Linked DNA regions of Mus musculus: regions 2 and 3 are each linked to region 1. The links are chromatin contacts, called in public HiChIP or PLAC-seq maps. All regions are on one chromosome and are shown on one strand. Each heading gives the region's core, a stretch centred on a gene start, on an enhancer-like site or on the middle of the called end of the contact. The rest is flanking DNA. Distances are from core to core; before and after follow the strand shown.

Region 1 (5,169 bases), core at 1,129-3,628:
TGACCAGGCACAGGGCCGCTCAAATGGCACACTTGTCCCGTGACGATTCCAAAGGCTGTATTAGAAATGTATTCACAGTCAAGAGTTACACAAAATAGCTTTTTTCAAAGCAAGACTAGAGGTTCATCTGTAATAGAAAAGAATGAGTTTCTGAATTCATATGTTTATGTGAATTTCTCTTCAGTGAACTAGTCAACACTTAACACCTTGTTTTCTAAGTGTTTTCGCCACACATCAAGTCAATTACCTCGAAATGGGACTTTAAAGTTAAGAAGCTACGGAGTTATTCTAGTTTGTCCTTGGTAACAAACATAACTTGGAGATGCTTGCAAAACACACACACACACACACACACACGCACACACACACACACGCACATGCACACACCACTTGACACCACTTGACAATAATGCTTTAGACCAAGTTTGAGGTATTTCTGTGAATGAATTATGAAAGAACTCGACAACTCATTTACTTCTTTAAAAAAAAAAAATCAAAATGGCCACTTGATTTGGGAATTTTCCATAACCGTGCAGAACAGGGAAAAGTTTGGAGTCTAACGTTCCCAAACTCTAAAAATATGGCTACAGAGGCTTCTTCGATGGTTCTGAGTTAATAGCCTCATGTACACCATGCTCAAGTATCAGTTTCAGGACAAAACAGACAGAAGTAAGTTCTGGAAGGTCAATTAAGTTTTACTGTAAGTTTTTCTATGCATTGTTTGGAAGTTTCCTAGCCAAGAGGCTATTATTAACTAAGGAGTGGAGTCTCCTGGGAATAGATGCCTGAGAATGTGACAATCAGAAATCAGGTATGCCATGACACTTCCTTCCACAGTCCTGATTTGTCTACTCCTTCTGGCCCCTAACTTACTTCAAGATAGGAAGAAAAAAAAAAAAGTGAACGCCATGCATGTTTGCTGTCCTCCAGCCCACAGCTGGGTTTTCTACCAGGACGCCAGCAGCCCAACACTTCAGGCACTCAACGCAGTTCTAAACATTTTTTTTCTTATTATTCTGGTTTGTTTTGTTTTGTTTTAATGTTACACGGAACCACATCACGCTCACGCACCATCAGCTGAGAGAGCTTACACTTTCACTTAAATCAGCTCCAAAACTCGCTTCCTGGCCCAGCAGGCACGCATGCATGCATGCATGGCCCATGCAGGCAAACAAGAGAGGAGTGTGGTGCCTGTGGTTTGGGTTGGTTTTTGTTTTTGTTTTTTGTTTTTTGTTTTTGTTTTTTCCTTTATTTCTTTCTTTCCTTTTTGGAAAGCGTTGACAATGTCCTTTTTACCCATAAACACCCTCCCCTCTCCCCTAGCTGCACACCCCGCTCCCTCCCACCGCCAATTCAAGCACGAGGGGGCGGGGGCGGCGGGGGCGAAGGGGGCCGCCGGGGATTCAAAAACCTGCCCTCACAAAAGACAAACATAAATAACACCAACTTGAGAGGCAGCCGATTGATTTTCCCCAGCCCGGTTCGGGACGCCATCCCTCGGCCCCCGGGGCAGGGCCGGGAGAGCAGGTGACGCCAGGCGCTAAGGCAGGAGGAGGTCGCAGTCTAGCCTGGTGCCAAGAAGCACCTGAAGTCCTAACACATTGGCGGCGGCTCCGGGCCGCTGCCAGGCGGATCCCGGTCTGTGGCACCGGGGGAGAGACGAGCTCGCCGGCCACACTGGAGCGGAGGGAGAGCAAAGGCTAGGGTGACAATCACACGAATGCCTCTGCTTTTCCTCCCAGTGTGCCGGGGAAACAATAGATCCCGCAGAGGATCAAGCCTCCCTCCTCACCCTGGCGCTCCCGGACCGCAGTCCACCCCCACCCGCCCGCGGGTCCGCCTTTGTGCACGCCGCCGCGTCCCCGCGCTCCCGCCGCCCCGCCACCCGCACGCCGCCCCCTTACCGAGCGGCCCGGGCGGGAGGTCGGACTCCTTCGGCGCTCTTCCCCCCCGCCCCCCCGTGACCGTGCGGGGCTCGGCGCCGACCGTGTGCCCTCCGCCCGCTCGTCACGGCGCGGCGCGCGCGGCGGCCGCCTGCACTCGCGCCTCGGCCCCCCACGCGCGTCTTGCCCGCGCGGGGCGGCCCCGGGACGCGCGCTGCGCTCCCCCCACCCCCACCCCCCACCTCCACCCCAGCCATGGCGGCCCGGCCTGGGGACCCGACGCGCAAGCGGGCACCCTCGCCTGCGGCCTGGGATCGGGGACGCCGCTCGGCCCACGTGCGGGGCCCCCCACGCCGGGCCCTGAGGCCCGCGAGGCCCGATGGACTTAGGGATCAGGCCGCGGGGATGAGGAGGGCCCCGGGGTAACAGGTGCCTCACCTCGGCTGATGGGATTAACTCTAGGGCCGCAAAGAGAGGGAGCCCAGCAGCGAAATCCCAGGAGAGGGAGAGAGGGAGCCTCTGGCGGCCAACGAAGGGCGAAAGGCACCGGCCCGAGGCAAGGCCGCCCCACCCCCAAGACCGTGGGCGAGGGGGCTCTGGCACTTAGGGCAAGGCCTGTGCCTTCCAGATGCTGAGGACCCCACAGTCTGTGGTTAAGTCTGTGACCCCAGGCATCCAAGGCCTGGCCATGGCCTGGGCTGGCCTAGAAGGCCAAGACCTAGGCCCTAGTCTACTCTACTGTGGTGTCCACTGGGATGATCCAGCTGACCCTCAAGGCCACACTACTAGAAGGAAAGGGATGAAGAGGACTTTGGACTTTTCTTCTTGTATATCTTTTCTGTTCACACTCACTGGTTTTGCCCTGTTAAAAACTCTCACTACACCCTCTCCTCCCAAATAATGTGACAGGTTCCATACTCTTCTCCTTCATACAAAATGGACTTTGATGGTCAATATAGACCATTGATGTATCCAAAAGCCTTGTAGGGCACAGGTACCATTTTTGAAGAGTCAAAATTGTGTTTTTGCCACACGTATGTGAGGTGCACACATAATCCCAACACAGCCAAGACAGGAGAATTGAGTTTGTGGACACCCTATAATCCAGCCATTGTCTGGAGATACAGAAACAACAGCTGACCAATGGTGGCGCACGCCTTTAATCCCAGCAGAGAGGCAGAGGCAGATGAATCTTAGAGTTTGAGACCACCCTGGACAACAGAGTGAGTTCCAGGACAGCCAAGGCTATTCAGAGTAACCGAATCAGGAAAATAAAAATAAATATATAGTAGCAACAATAGCCTGAAATTGTGTGTGTGCATAGAAAAAGCTGCAAGATCGTGTAACCCTCTCAATACAGGCAATCTAGAAAGAGGCGAAAGTACTTAATATTCCATATAGCACTGAATGTTAGATTTAGAATTTCAGTAGCCATGGCAGGGGTCAGGCTACCGCCCTTCAGCCTGTCTGTTCAGTGCTGCCGCTCTTCAGCCTGTCTGTTCCCTAGTCATTTAGATTTTAAAATTCTCAACCTTTGCTTTAATGCAGAATTTTTAGAATTAGCTCGTAGGCTGCAGGATTGAGGCCTGTTAAAGGGTATTTTAGAGTAGATAGAGACACTTAGGGTACGATGAAGGCACACTCCAGAACACAGCTGGGCATTCTCTGAGGCTTTCTCTTTGTTTTCCTTCCAGTATATACCATTTCCGATATATATCATTCAGGCCAGTTTTGAAACTATTGTCTTCAAAGGATGAGCAAAGAACTTAAATGAGATACTGGGGTAATCCCACAGGCGTGCCCTCCAGGTTTCAATTGATACTGTAAAATTCTAGATCACCCTAATTTTGAAAGATAGGCTATCTTTACTGTAAACAAATTTCTTGGCCTGTCAAAATAGCTCAGCAGATAAGAGCACTGACTACTCTTCTTCCGAAGGTCCTGAGTTCAAATCCCAGCAACCGTATGGTGGCTCACAATCACCCGTAATAAAATCTGATGCCCTCTTTTGGTGTGTCTGAAGACAGCAACAGTGTACTTATCTATAATAATAAGTAAATCTTCTTTTAAAAAAAAGTTCTTGTTTGAGATTTCTAGAAAATGTCTAGAAAAAGAAATGAGGTACTTCCAAGGTCATTTGTGGCCTGTCCTTAAGCTTGGCTCATAGCTATTTTAACGTGTGTGTGTGTGTGTGTGTGTGTGTGTGTGTGTGTGTGTGTGTTCAACTTTTACAGCAAATGTCACTAATTGTGCTGGAAGTCTTGCCTCTCATTGGTAGAAGTGGACTCAGCTCTGGGATGAATATCTTCTTTTCCTTCCATGTTCCAGTAATTTCCCCCATCTTTATATTCTGCCCTAGAATTATCTTTGCAGATACATTCCAAGCCCTCCCCAACCCCAATTTATAACCAAAATAAAAATGGTACCGAACCATATGTGTGTGTACTTATTCTGCACATACCTAACCACCAAGCTTAATTCAACTAAGCCACAAAAAGTTAGCAATAAAAAAAGGGAAATGAGCCAGGCGTGGTGGCGCACGCCTTTAATCCCAGCACTCGGGAGGCAGAGGCAGGCGGATTTCTGAGTTCAAGGCCAGCCTGGTCTACAAAGTGAGTTCCAGGACAGCCAGGGCTATACAGAGAAACCCTGTCTCAAACCCCCTCCCCCCCAAAAGGGAAATGATACAATACACTGCAGTAATTAATTAAAACAATGTTTTCCTAACAAATTATATTTTTAAAGATTCACTTGATTTTTGAGTATGTATTTATGTATCATGAGATAGTACATGAATGAGATAGATAGTACATGTTTCTGGTCTCCATGAATACATACGGGTATCAGATCTCTTGGAACTGGAGTTACAGACAGTGTGTGAAGCTACCAGGTGTGGGTGGTGGGAACTGAACTCAAATCCTAAGGAAGAACAGTACAGCACCTGACCACTGAGCCACCTCTCTAACCGGAAATATCAGGACATGTTACAGAGGGTTGGGCCTTGGGAATGTATTTACAGCTTCATTTCCTAGAAAACAAGGATGAGAGAATAGCCAGGCAAGTATACACAAAGAATCTCGGTGCTATGAAAGGAAAATATTTCCGTTTCTAAATAACTCTCTAGATCCTTAATTTTGTAGATCTGATTTTCAGATAGACATTTTTCCCCTTTTTTAAGCGTCTCCATATTCTCGGTCCTTACCAAGAAACTGGCATTTCCTGTCTGGGAAGTGGGTGCTGCTGCTATAAGTATCAGCAGATGTAACCGACAGTATGAAGGAGCTGT
Region 2 (5,169 bases), core at 1,687-4,186, 120 kb before region 1:
TGGGTTCTGTCACTAGAACTCAGGTCTTCAGTGCTTTGCAGTGCTGAGCCATCTCTCCAGCCCCAACTTCTAACTTTAATCAGTATATTTTACTGGAGAAAGGCAACAGAAAGTGTGGGAGCGTTAGGCCTAGAGAAAAACTAGAAGAAGGTTTTACAAGGTGCGTTTCGTATTGAGAACTACCTACCACGGAACCTAATGCTAATCCCCACTTTCTGGCAAGAAAACATATGTAGGGAAACAAGATGGAAAGGAGTTCAAGAGAAGCCAAATGGCATCAGACCCTTTATAGGGAAAGATAAATATTATTTGCGTATAGGGATTTTAATCCAGCAACATGGCTGCTCTGGTTGAAATACAAGCAATGCCCTTAGCAAACACTTCTAATCCCAAACAATGACAATAAAGTTAGTTTGTAGAAGGAAGTACCCGTGTTTGAAAGTGGTGTCTAAGTAAGTGGGAAAGTGACAAATCAAAGATTTAACAGAACAGAATATGCCCAACTCTCATGAGAACAGAGAGAAAAATAGAGGCTGCTTCACTGTAAAATACAGGAAACAGGCAGAGGCAGGCGGATTTCTGAGTTCGAGGCCAGCCTGGTCTACAAAATGAATTCCAGGACAGCCAGGGCTGTACAGAGAATCTCTGTCTCGAAAAAAAAAAATAGGAAACCCATGCTACACTCCACAGACCTAAAGAAGCTAAACAAGAAGGAAGGCCCAAGCGAGGAAGCTTGAATAAAATAACCATAAGAGGCAGATGGAGGAGATGCGTTGGGTGGGAGAGGGGTTGGAGAGAGGAAAGCAGAGGATCAGATGTGGGAGAGATAGAAGAGATGGCTAGATGGCCATGATAATCTACAATTGACCAGGGTAGGCATCTCCAGGACAAGACAGAGACCATAAGCGTACCCAAGAGTCAAAGCGATTAACCTTAGCTGTGACTTACAGCACCTGGGATATGGAACCTGAAGAGGCCATCTTCTATAGCCAAACAGGAACCCCAGTGGAGCAATAGGGACACCAAACCACCCACAAAACTTTCAATCCAAAATGTATCCTATCTACAAGAAATGCAGGGTCAGGGATGGAGCAAAGACTGAGGGAATGGTCAACCAATAACTGGTCCAACTTAAGACCCATCCCATGGGAAAGCACCAGTCCTTGGCACTATTATTGATACTCTGTGTTACGCTTGCAGACAGGAATCAGGACATGGCTGTCCTGAGAGGCTCTAAGCAGCAGCTGACTCAGACAGATACAGACATCCATAGCTTAACAGTGGATGGGGTCGGGGCACTTTTATGGAAGAATAGGAGGAAGGATTATAGCCCCTAAAAGGATAGATAGGAACTCCACAAGAAAACCAACAGAGTCAACTAACCTTGACCCTTAGGGCTCTCAGAGACTGAACCATCAACCAAAGATCATATGCAGGCTGGACCTAGGCCTCTCCACTCATATGTAGCAGATATACAGTTTGGTCTCCATGTGGGTCCCAAACAATAGGAATAGGGGCTATCCCAAAAGCTGTTGCCTGTACCTTGGTTATATTCTTCTAGCTGGGCTGCCTTGTCTGGCCTCAGTGGGAAAGAAAAGTACTTAGCCTATAAGAGACTTGAAGTTCCAAGGGGGGGATAGACAGGGAGGGCCTCACCTGCTCAAAGAGAAGGGGCTGGGATGGTGGGAAGGATTGTGGGAGGGAGTGACGGGGAGGGGCAGTGAACAGGACTTGAAGAAGGAGCCTTTGCCTTGTTTCCTAGCTCAGAATTTCTGAGAAGAAAGGTACAATCACCTTTGTTCCTGACAGTAAAGGTCTTTTGTCTCTGGTTACTTTCAATTTTCTCCTTCATTCTCCTCCTGGAGATTTGTTCCTGGTTTTTAAAAAAGTTGCTTAAATTTTTTTTTTCTTACCTTTACCTTTTTGGAAAACTATGCACATATTTTCTTGCTGCTGTTTGTCATGGTAGTTGGTTTAGTGATGTTTAGCCTATGTTTTGTGGTAGCTGCCAGTCAGGTCAGGCCTGCTTGGTTTAGTTGGCTCCCTTTTGGCTATGGAGTGAGTGGATGAGACTTTTGATGGCTTGGACTGGATGACAGCTGAATGACTTTTAGTCCTTGCAGCAGAGTTGTGTAAGAGACAAGGGATGGGTAACATGCACAGTGGGAAGTGAAGAAACCACAGAGGGAGGAAGGCCCAACTCTTCCTCACACCTTCCTTTGAAGGGGCCATCAAGCTAACCACGCCCTGGAATGGGCTCTCCCTGTACTGTTCCTTTGAAATGAGCAGCTTTGCCTCACAGCTAGAGGGAAGGAAGGAACCAAGCAGATATCTAGCAGAATCAGAAAAAGACCAGGAACTGCCCAGGGAGTTCTTCCAAGGTTACTGTCGCTGTGCCCTTGTATTCAGCAAGCATTGTTTCCAATGGCTGTGCACATATGCAAAGACAATTTTCGATTTTCCCTACTCCCCACCCAACCCGCCACCCCCATCCCCGTGTGTGCATACGTGCTTGGGTGATGTGATTGGATTTGTTATGTCACTTCTGGAGGGCCCTGTATAAAGTAAAATCTGAATTAGAAACGTTGATATGCTTTGCTCTTATCAGCCTGTCTTTTATCGTAGTGACTTTAGCCGTGAATCTTGCCATAGGCGAGAAAATGTTTTTTGGTTTTTTGCTGCTTTTTTTTTTTTGGAGGGGGGGGTGGTTTTACAATGCTGTGGAATGTAGGTTTCTCATACTTACTAAACAAAACTCCTACCTGCACGTTACACCCTTTGCTGGAAGCCTACACTTGTGCCACAGGCCCGGTAGTTTTCACTTCTAGAATGTGGGAGCTCAAGGTCAGCGAGAACTAGCTTAGGGCCTCAGGAGGTATTTCCTGATCAGTCAAGGAAGTCCCCACACAGCACATGATCTTCTACATTCTCAGCAACAGAGGAAAACTTCCAAACTCCCTTAGTACCTCATTCCTTCTCCTTTTGTTCATCACTGTTTGTACCAAACACATTATTGTCCTGCGGTGGGAATGTTCAATTGTTTGTGTCACGACCTCCCGCGGCCACCAAAACAACCTAAACACAATAAAAGAGCTCTGAATTCTGAAATCACAGCAGGTGACAAGTGGAAGCTTCCTGGAGACACAGGAAGGACAGAACCCAAGGAGCTCCAAGGTGACTTCCTGGGAGTGGATGTCACCAAGGATTTTGATTTTAGGATTACTAGAGCACTGGGCAGGTGGGGGGGTAAGGTTAGCAGGATAAATTAATTTGTCTCACTATTTGCTGCTCTCTTCTACCCTGCCGTCTTCCTGGGATAAATGGTTCATAGTCCTGCGGGCCCACATCAGGCAGCACTGGTTCAGGCCGTCACTCTAGGGTGGCTTTCACGTGCAAACTGGGGCCCTGTGCCACCTTTGGGTCACTACCTTGTATCCTTGTGGTGTGCTTGGCTGCACTGTGGAGAAATTCTACCCCTATGCTTTCAATTCACTAACTTAGGCTCTAAGGTTCCACGCAGAGCTCTTTCTGCTCATTGTTGTACCTATCTTTAAAAATTGTGTTTGGACTTTTTAAAGAATAACTTAGATAGCTCTTTCTAAAGCGTTTAAGCACAGAAACAAAAATACTCACTTTAATTTACTTATGTAATAATTCTTCCATGTTTGATAATATAAGAGCAATGTTGACTGATTTTCTCATCATGAAGTTTACTTTTTAAATGTTTGCTTCCTTAAATGGTTGGATATTTCTGACTGAATGTTAGACTTGTGAGTTTAATCTAACCTTGCTCTTCTGCCCCCAGGGCTCTTTGTTCTGGGCTGTGATGGGTTATACGGAACCCTCATGTCTACACGGGACTTGACTTCAGCTGTGTCAGGGAGACACAAACCACTTTTACCTTCAAGCTTTGCCCTATCGGTTCTTCACAGTTAATGGGATGGCCGTGTATCGGTGAGCAGGAAACGCAACGTGTGGGCTTTCTGCCTTCCAATCTGTTCTTTCATGGTCAGACCTTGAGTAATTTCCTCAAGTGCTCTGTTAAAAGATCACTGTTGAGAGTAGACAGTGAGGTGACCCCTGTGTAAGTCCCTGGTTGTGCCCCACACTGACCCTGTCCCCAGATGTCTCAGCTTCCTGACACTCACCCATCCATCTCCACAATGGCTCCAGGCTCTTCCTGTATCACACATAACTTACTTAGGCTTTAACTTCCTTTAAGGAAAGCTCATTTAGATTCTTTTCTGTCTTTGGCACTGCCTGCCCTTCACAGCCATTATTGCATCCTGCCTTCTTCTGTCCAGGCAAAATTTATGAGGGAGCAATCCTTGCTTGCACATAATGACCGAAAGCAAAGCTGGAATAGTCTAGTTACAGAGATGCTTCAGTAGTTTCTGTGATCTCTCTTGTTACTTCCTCTGTACCACTTCTAAGACCTAGTCAGTGTCATGCAACCTTCAAAACATGTCTCTTTTGCATGAGGTTTATTTTGAGGTTGTTTTTCTTTTTCTTTTTTTTTTTTTTTTTGAGAAAAAAATAGCAGTCACAAGAGAAATTTTGAAAACATAAATTTTGAAAATAAAAGTAGAGAAGTCTCTATTTTTTTTTTTTTAAGTAAAACAAAATTTATTAAGGAAATACTTGACTTTGAGACTGTTTCTCTCTGCACCAAGACAGAAAGGATGACTTTCAGGGCCAACTCCTATCCCCAGTGAAGGTTCCAGTGCTCTGTCTAAGGAACCTCACCATTGTTTGCCTGCTTCCCGGGACATCGAACAGCAGCTTACCTTACACAGAATCTCCTTCTTTAAAAGCTAAACAAAATTATCTTTTGTGTATGGCTGCTTTGCCTACTCAGATACCCATGGACCACTGGCATTCTTGATGTCTCTAGTGGACAAAAGAGGGTTTCAGAACTGGAGTTACAGCAGAGTGCCAGACCTCTGGAAGAGCTTTCAGTTGCTCCTAACTGCTGAGCCATCTCTTCAGCTCCACAAACTTCTAGCCCTGGAAAAGCTTACTCTATTTTGTGTGATTTTATTAAAAGTCATAGATAAACTGAACCAAACTTTTCACAACTTCTTTTCTTTCTAACTTGCAACTAGATACGGTTTCTGGAAATGGCAATATTTTAAAACAGCAGTTTCCAGACAAGGCTCAGCTGCTATT
Region 3 (5,169 bases), core at 1,248-3,747, 71 kb before region 1:
GAACCACGCGTGACCATCACTAAGATCCTAACAATCCTGTGTATGGCAGAGACGTTCCATCTCTACAGTGATACAATCTGCTCCTCACAGCCTTTTATGTTACTTTTAGCTGGAAAAATAACATGTATTAAAAGGGCAATTGACCAAGGTCTATCATGTGTTCACGGAAGGAAGGGGGATTTTGCAAGTATCCTGGACTGGTAAGGTTTATAATATTTGTTTATATATGCTCCCCCCCCCCCAAAAAAACAACAACAAAAAAAAAAACATGTAGCCAGGGCATTTTTCTAAACCACAGATCTTAAGGCAATTATATTAGGAGTTCTTTGGGGAGTTGCTGACACATGCTAACACGTGGTCCACATCCCCCTCTATACTACACATGGTCCTAAGATGGACGGAAAATGTATTTCTGAAGAGGAAATGATGTTTAGCTTCAACAGACGGGTCTGTAATTCAAAACCATCCTTGGAAATTTTAGGTTTTTGATTTGAAATGTATGCTAAATTGTTGATCACCCTTGTGATTTTCAGTGAATTTTCTTACCGTGTTTAATATGATTCTATAACTATCAAAACTTTAAAATCTTATTTAAATGTTTGTAAAATTGTATAAGACAATGATACATTAACATTCAAGCTACTGTTTTTTTTTTTAAACTGGCAGCCTTTGTAGAATTAAATCATTTTGTAAAAATATTTATTCATTTATTTATTATATGTAAGTACACTGTAGCTGTGTTCAGACACTCCAGAAGAGGGCATCAGATTTCGTTACGGATGGTTGTAGGCCACCATGTATGTGGTTGCTGGGAGTTGAACTCAGGACCTTTGGAAGACCAGTCGACGCTCTTAACCGCTGAGCCATCTCACCAGCCCTAAATCATTTTTTAAAAGACTGGAAATGGGAAAGTAAATAAAATAAAATTAATTCATAATCCAAAATGTCCTCAGTAATCATCAAGGTTAACCCTATGGGAAGAGCCAGTTAACAGGAAGAAAACAGTAAACAAATAAGGAACGATAACCGCTCTGAAGACATGATAGTGACTTAACAGTCAAAATCCCTCCTCACATAGGGAGGGCAGAGAGTCTAGAAATACGACCAACAGAATATTAGTTCTAAAATAGTTTACTAATAAAAGCGTCATTTTTTCATTAAAAAAATAAAAACATTTTTATCTCTGTTAAGTATGATCAGTAGTCTTTACCTGCTGACTGGTGGAAATACATCCTGTCTTCCTCACAGACAAACATGCAACAGCTCTGTAATGGTGTGACTGTCGTCCAGGGTAGGAGGAACCCGTTCTCTGTGTCTCCTTCCCTCCACTGTTGCAATGTGCAGGAGTGAATGGTGGATAAAGTGGGTGCGGTCATCTGTCACTACGAGTATATTTAACCATGAGCAGAGGACAACAATTCCAACAGAGCACCACACTGGCTAAACGACGCACAACTCGAGAATGAACAGATAAAAGCGAAACCTTAGCTCAGTTACACAGCTCTAGTGCTTTTACTGAGGTGGTGGAGTCCTTTCAGCTTCAAACCAGTTCTACATACATGGAACACTTTCAACTAATAAGTATGTGTCACGCCGGGCGTGGTGGCACACGCCTTTAATCACAGCACTCGGGAGGCAGAGGCAGGCGGATTTCTGAGTTCGAGGCCAGCCTGGTCTACAAAGTGAGTTCCAGGACAGCCAGGGCTACACAGAGAAACCCTGTCTCGAAAAACAAAAAAACAAAACAAAACAAAAAAAAAAAAGTATGTGTCAAATACCCACTTTAGAATGTACGGTTAATTTTATTGAAAGTGTAGGAGAAATTAGATAATGATAAAATAAGTTTTCACTGAAGATTTTAAGTATTTCTCATAGATTTTAAGAGGAAAAAAATGAAATCTGGGTGTGTTCTCTCTCCCAGTCCTTCTAATAGTTTTCTTAACTTGTACGTGTGTGTGTGGGGGGGGGGGGGGGGGGGGGCGTATCCTAATCTTTTCAATGACTTTCATTTAAAAATGTGCAATAACTAAACTATCAGTTCAGACAGGAAACAAAGAGGAATGTTTGTTGAAGTTCTTTGGCTTGATCTATTCCATTCATATATTTTTCTGATATTTCAGGCGTAGAATTCTTTTTTCCTAAAATGGTAGGAGTTTATGGCCACACCACCAGAAACATGTCTAATCTCATCTAAAATGCTAGAAATGTACCTGACAGTGAACTTTATACCTAAAGTCAAGTAGAACAAGAAGACTAAAAGTAATCCATTTGTTTCCTTCTCTGCTAACAAGAACTGCAACCCCATCATTTCTCAGGGACTATTTCCAGGACTGACAGAGGTCACAGTGTGCAGAACACAAGGAAGGTCTTCCCTCGTTCCTATCCTTCTGAAGGCATACGTGTGACTTGCTCGCGCTTTCTTCTCAACCCTCCCACTGCACAGGACTCCAACAAGGTTCCAACCTCCTGTTTCTACAGCAGTGGTTTCAACTCTAATTGCGCAAGGGATTACCCAAGCACGCCACACCAGGTACTTCCTGTAACTGTGACCTCCGGGTGAGACTATAGAGGTGATTTGAAGACTTCGTACAGTCTGAAGGAGGAGACACGTAGGGAACCAACACCACACAATTGAAAAACTGAGGGATAGCTGACCTAGATTTTCATTTTGGTGAGGTTCGTAGGTTGTATTTTCTACATGAGCCTTTGTATTAAACAAGATGCATTAACACTCCTTTGAAGATTTTCATAAGTGACTTAAATCTAACTACTGAAAACAAAAGGTAATTTTTTTCATCACTGATAACATCTTACTAAAAGAACCTGCCTCAGAATCCTGAGGAGAAAACCCAGTCACGTGTGACAGGTGATTTTTGCTCATTTACACTTACCCTTTTTAAAGACGTCCTTTCACAAGTACCTGACAACCCGTTTTTATTGGCCATGATGCCACTGGCAACCGTCCAACAAGAAAGCTGCACTCACACCCACTGAGCAGTCTTACAGCAGCGTGGCCACCAAGGAGCTCTTTAAACAGTCACAGGCACTACAGAGTAAAGGCCTATGAGGATGTCCTCTAGGGGCAACGCTGGCCCTATGGAGTACATCACACAGTCCTGAGCCAGACTCTCACTGCTGCCATTCAATCAGCCCCAGGTAGAAACAGCTGGTTTTTCTTTCTGACCCACATTGTTCTAGTTCACCTGGGAGCAGAGAGCAAACGTTTCTCTCTTCATGGATCATTTTATTTATCACATGGGGGCATGCAATGTTTTTTAAATCTGCAGACTAGCCTTTTATTTTTGGTTCCAAACCCACAGAGGATCCTGAAATCAAAACTGTAATCTTTGCCTTCCTAAAAGGAATGCCTACGGCCGGGTGTGGCGGCACATGCACGGCTTTAATCCCAGCACTTGGGAGACAAAGGCCGGCAGATTTCTGAGTTCGAGGCCAGCCTGATCTACAGAGTAAGTTCCAGGACAGCTAGGGCTAAGAAACCCTGCCTCAAAAACAACAACAACAAAAAACAAAACAAACAAACAAAAAAAACCAAACAAACAAACAAAAAAAAGGAACCCCTAGTTTTGACCTGTTCTTTGCTATGCATCCTCATCTGAACATCACATGTCCTCAAAGACCCCAGCTGCACCGTAACTCCTCCTTCTTCATTCCTACAGACAGCGCAAACCCTGCTTCGTATGCCCTCTTAAATGAAAGAAGGCTAGCGTCAACATTGTGGACTTTCCATACATAAAGAAAGCTTGTTCTATGGTTATTTTTAGCACTGCACACATAAAAATGCTACAGACATATTATAAATATATTTTTGAACAGTTTCAGAGCCTCTTCTTAGCCAGTACAGTGGTGTGTTTTTTAGATAAACACCAACCTTCTCTCTTACAAAGCTATCATCTTAAGGGTTGACCATGTCCCCCAATGGCCAGCCTCTGTGGCTGGGGGCAGTGGGGACTTTCTAAAGGCCACGTGGACAGAACACTACCTAGTGCCAGCTTCTAGAAAGGAGGCTCTGTGCTGCACAACTCCTTAAACATTTCAAATAACCTTGTACACAATTAAACTTGGTATAAATATACTCCCGAATTAGAAACATCAGAGATGTTTGTTTGATTTTTCAAGTGTGCGTCTGGGAAGCAAGGACTTACATATTTCACTGAATGTCTTAGTCTTCAATACATTCAAGACGTAGGCTCCACCTTTTAGACGCCAGTAAAAGTTCACTTTTTTAAGCAACAAAGCAAAACAATGGTCAGGCGTGGTGGCGCACGCCTTTAATCCCAGCACTCGGGAGGTAGAGGCAGGTGGATTTCTGAGTTCGAGGCCAGCCTGGTCTACAAAGTGAGTTCCAGGACAGCCAGGGCTATACAGAGAAACCCTGTCTCGAAAAAACAAAAAACAAAACAACAACAACAACAAAAACAAAAAAACAAAACCATGTACAAGCTTGGAAATGAGGAAAATGAAAGATACTTGGTTAATTTATACTAATGGTGCTGCCAGACAGAATAAAACAGACAGAACCCTTGGCGTACTGCCTCCCCTTCACACGTTGATTCTTGCCTCTCATGCCAGGCGAGCCTGTGAGTGTCGCCAGGCAATCCACTCTGTTGTCCTCAGGCGGAAGCTCCTGATAGTGGACCACGTGACACAGCAGCGTAGTCAGGAAAAGATTTGCTACTTTTGATTTTCAACTTTTATGCCTTCTCCTAAGAGTATACATCTATCTCTGCGATGATTGTTCAATGTTTGAATGCATTGCTAAGTCTCAATTTTTAACAAAATAAGAGGTTTGGGCTGGTTTACATAAAGATTCAAATTTCACTTATAATTCCAGTTCATGTCTGTGTTTACAACTGCCATCCCTCAATCCAAGTGCAAGTACAATTTCCAGTCCAAACAATCGGAGTCTCCTGAGGTGAGGGGGTTCCAGACCAGCCTCCACCCAGTCAGAATTCTGAGCTGTGAAACATCAAATGACCACAGCAGTTAGAGCAGATCTGGGAATCGCTGTGTCTCACCATTTTCTCATGTAAGAAGCAAGTGATTAAGCGCGGATGTTAGACAGAGCTAAAGAAAGAGAATTCTCGTTATAAATTTTATAAAATATCTTAACCAATCTTTCTAATTGTATTAGTTCCACAGGGTTCATAT

The links. HiChIP or PLAC-seq counts read pairs in DNA pulled down with a chosen protein or histone mark.
Region 2: a contact with region 1 is called in an H3K27ac HiChIP or PLAC-seq map of embryonic stem cells, with 8 read pairs. The contact joins the enhancer-like site here to the promoter of Ppp1r9a in region 1. A contact is called at or near these places in 1 of 39 promoter capture datasets (cranial neural crest), 13 of 484 Hi-C or Micro-C datasets (the N1E-115 cell line, embryonic stem cells, extraembryonic ectoderm and 2 more), 8 of 115 datasets of contacts at active chromatin or transcription factors (embryonic stem cells, forebrain and stem cell-derived neural progenitor cells) and 4 of 9 other capture datasets (adipose tissue, embryonic stem cells, liver and 1 more).
Region 3: a contact with region 1 is called in an H3K27ac HiChIP or PLAC-seq map of embryonic stem cells, with 8 read pairs. The contact joins the enhancer-like site here to the promoter of Ppp1r9a in region 1. A contact is called at or near these places in 2 of 39 promoter capture datasets (3T3-L1-derived adipocytes and stem cell-derived epiblast-like cells), 11 of 484 Hi-C or Micro-C datasets (8-cell embryo, Sertoli cells, cerebral cortex and 6 more), 8 of 115 datasets of contacts at active chromatin or transcription factors (cardiomyocytes, embryonic limb bud, embryonic stem cells and 1 more) and 2 of 9 other capture datasets (adipose tissue and pancreatic islet).

Annotation. Positions count from the first base shown.
Region 1 is chr6:4,900,184-4,905,352 of GRCm38.p6, reverse strand. Ppp1r9a (protein phosphatase 1, regulatory subunit 9A) reads right to left here and starts at 2,378. Exons shown (of 16, transcript NM_001363809.1): 1 at 2,322-2,378; 2 at 1-127. Gmfg-ps (glia maturation factor gamma-like) reads left to right here and starts at 2,139. Exons shown (of 5, transcript XM_030255708.1): 1 at 2,139-2,305; 2 at 5,062-5,154. The coding sequence starts at 2,139.
Region 2 is chr6:5,017,253-5,022,421 of GRCm38.p6, reverse strand. The region is part of intron 2 of Ppp1r9a (protein phosphatase 1, regulatory subunit 9A); the gene reads right to left. Among named protein-coding and RNA genes, the nearest start is that of Gm52886, 35 kb to the left of the region's middle. Within about 2 kb of position 2,936, at least 33 of the 459 cell types and tissues checked have an H3K27ac peak or open chromatin away from gene starts, as enhancers often do. A contact at or near this core is called in embryonic stem cells, extraembryonic ectoderm and trophoblast stem cells, where this site is marked.
Region 3 is chr6:4,970,854-4,976,022 of GRCm38.p6, reverse strand. The region is part of intron 2 of Ppp1r9a (protein phosphatase 1, regulatory subunit 9A); the gene reads right to left. Among named protein-coding and RNA genes, the nearest start is that of Gmfg-ps, 70 kb to the right of the region's middle. Within about 2 kb of position 2,497, at least 45 of the 459 cell types and tissues checked have an H3K27ac peak or open chromatin away from gene starts, as enhancers often do. A contact at or near this core is called in embryonic stem cells, granulocyte-monocyte progenitors and uterus, where this site is marked.